Regions from separate parts of the Drosophila melanogaster genome. Here region 1 is linked to region 2. The links are chromatin contacts, called in public Hi-C maps. All regions are on one chromosome and are shown on one strand. Each heading gives the region's core, a stretch centred on a gene start, on an enhancer-like site or on the middle of the called end of the contact. The rest is flanking DNA. Distances are from core to core; before and after follow the strand shown.

Region 1 (4,708 bases), core at 1,646-4,145, 210 kb before region 2:
CGCTGAAGTTCACCAGAGCGGCACCTGCGTGTGCTTGCACTCGCGGATTTTCCACGTCATCCAAAAGAGACAAGAGGCCGGGAATCACCTGGCGAAACAAGGGAAAATTGTTAAGCATTTAATTAATTTCAATTGCTTATTAGAAAGTTGATAAAGCAGTTGCAATTTAAGACTCACCTGGCTGTGGAACTTCTTCTCGAAGGTCTGTGCAAAGTCGGTGGACATTTGGCCAATGGCGTTGCAAGCGGCGTATCGAACGCGAGGATGAGGATCGCTCAGGAAGTTCAGGACTCCGGACATTACCTCATCTAGGATGGCTTCCATCTGCTTGTGACAACCCTCACCGATGGCCGAGATGGCCATGAGGGCTGCGAAGCGATGTTTCCAATCGGCATGACCCAACATAACCGGCAGAGCGTTCATTACGAGCGGAAGCACAATCTTTCCTCCCAATCCACAGGCGAGGCGATCCAGCGAGGACTCGGCGATCACGTTGTTGTCGCTGTGATCGTCATCATCGACCACGTCGGCGGTGGACCAGTTCTCGTCATCATCCAAATCCGTCATCATATGGAGAATCAGCGGGATCAGGGCCACGATATACTTGTCCGCTCGCTTGCGTATCATCGACGGGGCGTTCTCGGCGAGCGACACCATAACTTCCAACACTAGGTGACGCCAGCTGTCCTCAAAGTCCTGCGAGCTGAAAACCTTCATGCAGACCTCAAAAATGAACTCCAGCTGGGGACGCAGGAACTTCGGGCAATTCTCGGTCATCTCAATCAGGAGCTTTAGCAGACTCTGATCATCCTGGGCCTCGATGGTCTCGCCAGTGATGTGGATCATGCGGGGCAGCATATCAGCGAAGTGCTTGTGGATGGCCGTCTCGTTCTCCTTGTCGTGGTAGAGGATGAAGGCTCCGACGGCTCGCACGGCCTGTACTCGGACCTCCGGATCGGATCCAGCGTCCATGCTCTTGGCAAGCATCTGCTTGATCAGATCAATGTACTGAGCTTCCTGGTTTCCAAATATGGAAGGCACACTAGAGAAGATCCGCAGTGCCGATTCCTGCAGCTGCGGCGTAGGCGAGTTAGCGCATTGAAAGAGAAACTGCAAGATGTCGGGCCACTGGTTGTTGCAGTCCTCGTCGATCAGATTCCTGGCCACCTCGGCAACTACCTCGCAAATCTTGCGACGCAGCTGCGGCGTCACCTCCTGCTGCACGGCCAAAAGGATCTGCTGAAGCAATTGGTTCTGGGATTCAGCTGGAAGCTGCAAATGAGGTAATATTAGAAAGATGCTCAGAGGGCGATTCTCTGCGCGGCTTTATGCCTACCCCTTTGTAGAAATCAAAGAACTCGGTGGTAAACAGGCGGCGCAGCAACACGGCGGCCATCTGTCGAGCCTCCTCCGACTGCTGGCCATTTTGGATGTTGCCCAGGAGATGCGTCACCTTCAGCTCTCTTGAAAGATTGTTGTATGCTTCCTGGAATTAAAAATGGTTTTTGTACATATCCATTCGATGTAATTTTAAAATATATAAATATTATTTATATATGTAAATACAATTCCACCTTGACAACATTGGGCTCTGAAACAATTTAAAACGGATCTCGATTATTTCCATCTCTCAAGTGAAAAGCAAAGTCACAATTCTGAATAGGTATTTTTAGCAATCCAGGTGGAACTTTGGGTGGAAGCGGTACCATGCTTGCCATCTGCCCAAGGTCAACAGAGTGGGTGGGGTTTTCTGGCTGGTGTGGCGTGGGCGTGGCGGTGCCATGTGGCGCCGGAGCGAGACTTCGGAATCCGAGTGGCTTATCAACCGACAGATTGCATTTCTGGAACCGTGTGTCATGGATTTCGCACCTGCTCTTTGTTTCCGTTTGCGGCGGCAATCGGTAAACCGAATTGCCTACTACGAATTCTAATGGAAAATCATGTGGCGGCCATGCAAATTGCACAATTCGCTTCCATTTTGCTTTGTTTGCTTGCTTCGCACCGTCTGTCCGTCGGCTCTCCCTCGCACACATGCGAATGTCGGGGCAAAGCGGAGGGCGAAAACACGTTTTGTACGATGAATCAGATTCGTCTGAAATTTCGGCCGTAGGATTCGCACACCGACGTTTGTTCGTGTGTATACATACATATGTGCCGGGAGAAGATCTTATTGATGGCAGTCCGCCGTATATTTTTGCTCATGTGCAACCCATTGCGGGAATTGCGCATCGAAATTTCGAGGCGACGGCAATACGCTCTGCAAGATCCCCTGCCACGCCGTAATCGAGAATATTGGGACTCACCTCCGCCTGCTGGCGAACATCGTTGTCCGTGGACAAGAGGGAGGCCAGAAGCTGCTGGAAATGGGCCTGATCCGCTGCCATCTTATCCTGTCTGGTTCAAATGAATCGAAACACGGGAACTCGTGGAAACCACGATTTTCACTTCAGTCTTCACGCAACGGCGGCCGCCTAAAAAGAGCAGAACGGAACAACTGGCTGGGTTGCCAAGGTTCGCAAACAAGCGCACTGCACTCTTGGTCAGTTTTCGTGATTGCCGTGAATCTTGGGATGGTTGGTCTTTGGTGGGTGCTGCTGCTGCGCGGCCTATCCAACTTTCTTTTATTTAACTTTTTATGCAATTTAGTGGACACGCTGGAATCTCGCTAAAGCGCTAAGGCAATACTGCTCCGCCGTTATCGATAAAACGCGACTGCTTTTGGCGCGCAAGCGGCCGCCCGCACTAGTGATGCCCGATAGCTGGCGCGTTTGTAGAACCGTCAAAAACTCTAGCTAAAGTTTAACAGTTGATTATGATCTTTTAACGGAAATAGAACTGTGTTAGTGTGAGAACACAAAGTATTTCTAAAAATTACAATCTATTTCCAAAGACCGTAGGACTGAATGAATTGTGTGTATTTAAAAGAAAAAGTCAGGTAGCCTAGATTTAAATGGTTTGTTTCTTGTTTAAAATAACTATGTAAATTATATATATATATTGTAAGCTAGAAACAAGAAATGGCTTGAAACTCATTTAAATCTAATGGCATATTATTCCGAGTGCACCATTCACCGATTTGTGTGCAGGTTTTCTAAATACAATAACAATCATTGGTGAAAATGATGAAAGGCAAGGCTTTTCTTGAACCGAAAAGCTTAAAAAGAAGCTGCACATGGGCTGCGATCTAGACATGATAAGTAATATTTATTCAATTATTGTATTTACATATGTATTTCTTGCGATCATTTAAGACCCTAACACCTCGGAAGAAGCATTGCTGTTAATGTGCAGCTGTGAGGCCACTATAAGGTTGTTACAATTCGTTTCAAGGCAATTATTCGAAAGTAAAGGACCCCCAATGAAATTCTGAACAGACTCTAGATTATAAGATAGACTATAGATAATACACCGCTGTCGGTGTGTACTAAATGTTGATTATGTTGATTAAAACATTGAAGACATTAGTAAGGTGGTTGAGCTATGAAAATCATCGATTACTCTGAATTCATGTGCTAAGTTAACGGGCATCATAGACCTTCAAGATAGCATAAACGTGGAAGATGGTGTCCATATGGGCCTGATAAATAATATATATGAAATATATATCCAAAATTGGGTCGCATTTGAAGAGTTTAAGACATTCAGCTGAAGGATGTCCTTGCGGAAGACTCGACACAGATTGGAATCAATAAATTCAGCCGATTCTGAGTTATATAATGACATTATGACATCGAAGCCACTGTTGAAAATGTTCGGGAAGACTGACTCCGTCTTGGTTTTTATGTCAGCTATGTTTTGAAATTACCTAGTATGGCATATATTGAAAAATTTCTGCTAGACTAAGCATTAGTATAAATATGTATATAACTAGTTCAAACCACAATTTTTGGAACCATAAGAATTGTTCGCACTTACGAAATAGTGCTAATGGGTTATCCTTTAACCAGGCGCTTCAGATTGGTAAAGAGCCGCAACGTGAAGTGGTAGATCATTTCCACAAGACTCAAGATGGAGAACCCCATGAATAGACCGAAAATGCCACCGCAATTCGCCAGAAACTCGGTCATTCCGTAAAGCTCCGACCGCTTTGAAGTGATGAACTGACTCTGCTTGAAGTAAATGGACAAGCGGGACATCTGGGAGCCGGGATACTCCTTCAGGAACTCAGTGTCGCCCTCAGCCACTAGCATTTCTTCCAAATCAAAGTTGGCCTGGGAAATCTCCGTGTTGTAGACGAGGGATGTGCATGCTGGCATGCAGTTACAGGCAGATTCCACGCTCCGCGAATTTTCTCGGCCAGCGTTCAGCGCTTTTACTCTTTTGAATTCCCTGACTAACAACTCCCTTTCTGCCCGATCGTAGCAGTGGATCTTGTCCTCTCCGCATACAGGCATGTCCACGTTTCTGGGCATCGAGAACTTAACGCATCCGCACTTGGTCAGCGTGAAGTTGGCCAAGCACTCCAGTTGGCAATTTGATTCGGTGTACACCTTAAAAAAACGCAGCGACCGCTCGTGGCTGAGGAAGCACTGCCTCCGAACTGGATGGTACTCTGCTATTCCCGACGACATGGTGATCATGTTGGGCTTCACTGCGATCAGCACCTCCTTGCCCATGGGAATGCGCACAAACTGTTTGGAAACCTGCGGGACGTCATCGGGCGCATGAAGCAGTACCTGTAGATTGGCATTACTGTAGACACATATTG
Region 2 (5,071 bases), core at 1,102-3,601:
AATTAAGCAGAGAGTACATTGCTTCTTCACCCGTTTGTGGCAGACGACCAGTTTTGAATTGCTCGGAAGTGGTTTCTGGCGGTTTGCGTTTGTAGAAAAGTCGCCATACGGCCAGGCGCGAGTTCTTAGCAAAGCGAGCGTCGAATCGCCGCCAATAACTTCGCCACCATATGCTTGGCTTGCCAGAGTTCTGCTTCAGTTCCTTTTGCAGCTGCCGCGCATAAGCCAATGCAGCCACATAGGCCAACGTTATCCGCTCGTATCCCATGCTAAAGCCCAGAACCACGATATCGTACACCAAATAAAACAGCCACGTTAAAAGTTTCAGGGTGTAAATCCACCAGGTGTGGATAATACGTTTGGCCAACTCGTAGTTGCGGTTACTGGAAAAGCTGTTGGCATGGGTGGGCGAGTTTGTCGACGAATAGGCATTGCTTCGATTGCGCTTCGATGAGTAGGAGTAGCCAGAACTGTTGTTCGGGTTAAGATTCGAGGAGGAATACCGTTTGGCCGAAGAGGAACTAACATTGTTATTGCTGGAGTAATTTACGCTGCTACTGCTACTGCTGCTTCCCGCATGTGTGTTTGCGCCAGTGTGATTCGAGTGACTCGCGTTGGAGTTGATTTTGTTACTGCCTGATTTACGTGATGAAGTGCTAGAATTCGTTGCCGGAGTAAAATTGAGAACATTGCTGTGGTTCTGCAAGCTGCTGTTGGCGGACACCGGAGTGGTCTTATGCTCCGAAAACTTAGGGGCGTTGCTATTTACGTTCTTCGGTTGCAGTGGCCGCTTCTTTTCCGGATTATTTAGTTTGTTTGATTTAATCTGCGGCTGTAGATTTGGCTGTGCTAGAGACTGAGACTGTTGAACCTTGAGCGGCGCGGTCTGGCTGACTTTACTTCGCTTCTTGCCTCGGCTGGCATGCGCATGACCAACACCGGGCACAAACGAACCCGTCTCCTTGGCATCGTGCAGCGGTGAACGTTTTGACGTCCGCATCTCGCGATTTCCATATGCATCCTCCTTTTCCGGACGCCTCTGCGATTGTACACTGTAGTCCCCACCGTTGTCTGCGCGCATATCTCGCCCTGCAGCACTCGGTTTTGTGCCTTTGCTGAGCACATCGGAGTACGACATGGGCATGGGCTTCACCTCGGCCACGATTCGCTTTTTGCCTTCGGGTTGGCCAGGCACGGCGACGCTCGACTTGTTGATGGCAGTTGGTGAAACGGTGGCAGTGGCCAAAGGCATTTTCAGAGACTTGGCTGGCTTGGAAGCCGCTGGCAGTGTATTGACGGATTGCGACAGTGGCTCAGGCTGCTGCAGGTTCTGATTAGGAACCTGTGGCTGTTGGGCTATCGAAGTCTCGAGAACGACGTCCATCTCGTTGGCCTCGCCATCAAATTGAATGTAGCTTCCACCAGTCAAATTGGGCGACCAGTTGTTTACAAGGTTGTTAATGAGAAGGTTAGCACTGCTCGACGAGTGATTGACTTGGGACACTGTTGGGGCCTGAGTCTGCGTCTGTTGGGGCTGTCGATGCTGGGCGTCTTGCTGCTGTGCATGTGGTAAAGTCAAAGGATTTGTGGCAAACAGTTCATACAGTGGAGTCGGCTGCGAAGGTGTCGGCGGAGCGGCCTGGTGTTGGTGCTGCAGCTGATGGTGATTAATCGAGGCCATGTTGATATGCGTGAAGAGTGGGGTGCCGGCTTCGCTGACCTGGTTGTCCGGGCAGTGGTACACTTTGAGAAAGTTGCCGGGTCCCACAGGCAGCACGGAGTAGGTCTCTGGCTGGCCTGGCTGACCGGAGTAGGACAGATTGAAGAGATACTCATTGTACATGTGGGGCTGCTGCTGCTGAAGATGGGGCGCAAATGGGGGGCCGGCTAGGTGCGGTGGTGGAGGTGGCCACATCAGCGGGACAGGTGCTTGTCCATGCTGCTGCTGGTGGATCAGATAGTTTTGGGTTTGATGTTGATGCTGCTGCTGTTGCTGTTGCTGCTGTTGGTGGGCCAGGTAGTTGCCCACTTCGTCAGTGTGGGGCAGGACGCGAAAGGGTGCAGACTCAGTGCTGCCCCCTCCAATCTCGTCGTCCTGACGAGTCGCCATGTCCTGCGATGGGGCCTATGCTTTTTGCGCACCAGCTCCGCTCGCCTATTGGAATTTCAAGCGTGCTCCATGTATTCACCGCAGCGAGTCTGTCACGGATGTGCTGCAATCGCAGGTGACAGGTAGTTGGTTTTCTGTGGCCCTAGCCCACTTTTTCACTCCAAACTCTAAATAATTCGCAGAGCGTCCGTGTGTAAGAGTTTTATATCTTTTTATTGCAAACGTCAAATGTAGTGTTGCCAGATGGGTGGAATTCCATTTTCCTAACTGCCCTCGACCAACCCTGGTAGTAACCTATCGAAAGATTTCCCTCCAACGTATTTTCCGAATTGTTGTTAAACTGTTGGATTATTAATCGAAGTTTCCTCAAATAAAAAAACAAATTTCGCCAACTTTTCCATTGCCACCAATCAGCCGTTTTTGAAGATACATATATTGATGAACCCGCTGATCGTGCAGCCCTGGTTAATATTTGTTGTTTTAAACGTTGCAGTCAAATGATTTTTAAACAATTAAAAAAATGCCTTTTGTCCGACCGCTGGTGACCGTGGTGCGGGCCGGGCGGCATAGCTATTCAGCAGGATTACAGCTACAGCAACGTCTTGCAAGGTCCAACCAGATCCTGAATCCGCCAGCGGAGTTCCGAAACTACCTGGTGCTTCAGGAGCACGACCCGGTCTACACAGTCGGACTAAGGACAAAGGACTATACGGCGCAGGATGAAGACCGACTCCGCCGGCTAGGAGCAGACTTCCATCGCACAGATCGCGGTGGCTTGATCACATTTCACGGCCCCGGCCAGTTGGTGGCCTATCCCATTCTGCACCTGGGTCAGTTCGTGCCGAGCATCCGCTGGTACGTGGCGACGTTGGAGCGGATGGTTGTCGAGGCCTGCCACCAGATGGGCATTTCCAGTGCCAAGGCGACCAAGGACACCGGTATCTGGGTGGGTGACAACAAGATCTGTGCCATCGGTATCCACGGCTCGCGTTACGTCACCACGCATGGAATCGGCCTCAATTGCTGCACGGATCTGCAGTGGTTTGAGCACATTGTGCCCTGCGGAATCGAAGGCAAGGGGGTCACCTCGCTCAGCAAAGAGCTGGACAGACATTTTCCTGTCGAGGAGGCCAGTGGCGCACTCCTCAATAGTTTCGCTAAAGTTTTCGAATGCCGCCTTCAGGAACACGCCAAAAAACCAGCAAGTTCTGCTGAAATCGGATAATATGGTTATTTGGATACATATGATGTATAAAGGACCGCCAAGTTTATTTCAACATTTATAATTTAAATTATGCATCAATACATATTTCCTGGCCTTCTGTTATCTCAACTTTTACGAAATGGAAATTTGTAAACTAGATTTATGTATTTCATAAAATATTAAAATAACATTATAACTATATACATATATAGACTCATTGTCAATCGTATTTATCTATTTTTTTTTTTGTCCAAATCTGAATCAAAATCTTCGAAATGTATGCCATACAAGAAAACTCAGCGACACACAGCCAACAAAAAATTTGGCCCGAATCGAAGTTATATCTTACTATAAATTACACTTCAATGGAGATCACATAAATCGAGCTTTATTCAGGTCACACTTTTTGGAGCGCCCATCCGTAGGAATCTTTCCCCGTGCATTCATCTCCACACGAGCCTGTTCCCGCAGCTCTGCCTTCCGCATTCGACGCTCTTTGCGTGACTCCAGAGCATTATTAAAGTACCGATCCCTGAAGTCCTGCGAGGGCGTTGGCACCTGTTTTATGCTGCACAATAAGGGTTCTGTTGGACTATACTCGAAACACTTTTCATAGGTGAGTAGCCGCCTAGCTGTATTCCCAGTCAATTGCTGCTCAGAGTTAGCTATCAGGCTCAGATGCTGATGCTGTGGCAGCATCTTCGGGTCGTAGTCCTCGCTGTGAAAGGGTATCCAGCAGACAAGACGTCCTCCCAGTTTTAGGTGCCTCGCAGAGAACTCGAGAAGATCCCCATAGAGACTCTGCAAGGAATAGTGCGACGTTGATGGGTAATGCACCATGCTGTCACTTCTAGTGTTGGCCTTTACGCTAGCCTTTTTCTCCACCTTTTCCGTGGCCTCTCTTATTCCATAGGGAGCTTAAATTACCAAAGAATGAACATTTTAAGTTTGGTATAAAAAAGAATAAACCTACGATCTGTTATTATGCAGTCGAACGAGATGCGGGAATGCCACACCGGGTTGGAGAAATCGGCCACCACCACATCCATGTAGCGATCAGCGCAGCCGTACTGCTTCAAGTTGGCCCGAATGCTCTCGTCCTTCTCCCGCACTTTTTGGGTTATCCGGCTCGGCCGGCAGCGGGCGTGCACCATCATGTAGTCTATGTCCGCTCCCAGGACATACCCGCCCCACTTGGCGGCGCTTACCAAAAGCGAGCCCGTTCCCACAAACGGATCAAATACCAGATCCCCATTGCGTACCATCGCTTGGTTGGCCATTAGCAGGCTCAGCTGGGCGTCCATGCTGGTGTTACCGATAAACTTACGATGCTTCAGCGAAAGCTCCTTGATCAAATGCCGCTGACCATGGGCCATCAGCCGACCAAACAGAATGTCCTCCGGCTCAGGTGGCACAGCCGTTGGATCCAAGCCCCAAAACTCGATGTACCACCACTCCACCACGGGTTTCTCCAGATTGACCGTTCCCTCTATTGGCAGGTAATCCATGGACTCGATTTTCTCAACCTTTTCCCTCTGGCTGAAGTGCTTGTTGTAGGTCTCCACAACGATCTTAAAACTGGCATCCACCCGAAAGTATTCCGCAAGCGAATGCCAGTTCGCGGTAACATGATTCCGTAGCCTCTGGTGAAACTCGGGTAATTTGTTGGAGTGGGCGTAGAGCTCGAACATGGCGCGCAACGAAACGGACCTGGATGCATATAGCAACGCAGTATCCGTGTCCCGAAATTCGACCAA

What was found. Hi-C and Micro-C count contacts between places; a contact is called where the count stands out from the background.
Region 1: a contact with region 2 is called in a Hi-C map of the Kc167 cell line, with 1.8 times the contacts expected there. The contact joins the promoter of Karybeta3 here to the promoter of CG14650 in region 2. A contact is called at or near these places in 23 of 107 Hi-C or Micro-C datasets (the D17-c3 cell line, the Kc167 cell line, the ML-DmBG3-c2 cell line and 11 more) and 2 of 6 datasets of contacts at active chromatin or transcription factors (both in the Kc167 cell line).

Annotation. Positions count from the first base shown.
Region 1 is chr3R:4,647,363-4,652,070 of dm6, reverse strand. Karybeta3 (Karyopherin beta 3) reads right to left here and starts at 2,895. Exons shown (of 5, transcript NM_079502.3): 1 at 2,304-2,895; 2 at 1,337-1,486; 3 at 178-1,272; 4 at 1-88. The coding sequence starts at 2,384. It overlaps rpk (ripped pocket), which reads right to left. Exons shown (of 4, transcript NM_079501.4): 4 at 3,187-4,676. The coding sequence ends at 3,933. It also overlaps asRNA:CR44155.
Region 2 is chr3R:4,434,667-4,439,737 of dm6, reverse strand. It overlaps CG14650, which reads right to left and starts at 2,351. Exons shown (of 6, transcript NM_141216.4): 1 at 1-2,351. The coding sequence starts at 2,110. It overlaps CG1074, which reads right to left. Exons shown (of 3, transcript NM_141214.5): 2 at 4,288-5,071; 3 at 3,563-4,231. The coding sequence ends at 3,687. Lipt2 (Lipoyl(octanoyl) transferase 2) reads left to right here and starts at 2,409. Exons shown (of 1, transcript NM_141215.2): 1 at 2,409-3,516. The coding sequence starts at 2,631. The coding sequence ends at 3,335. It also overlaps asRNA:CR46138 and asRNA:CR44134.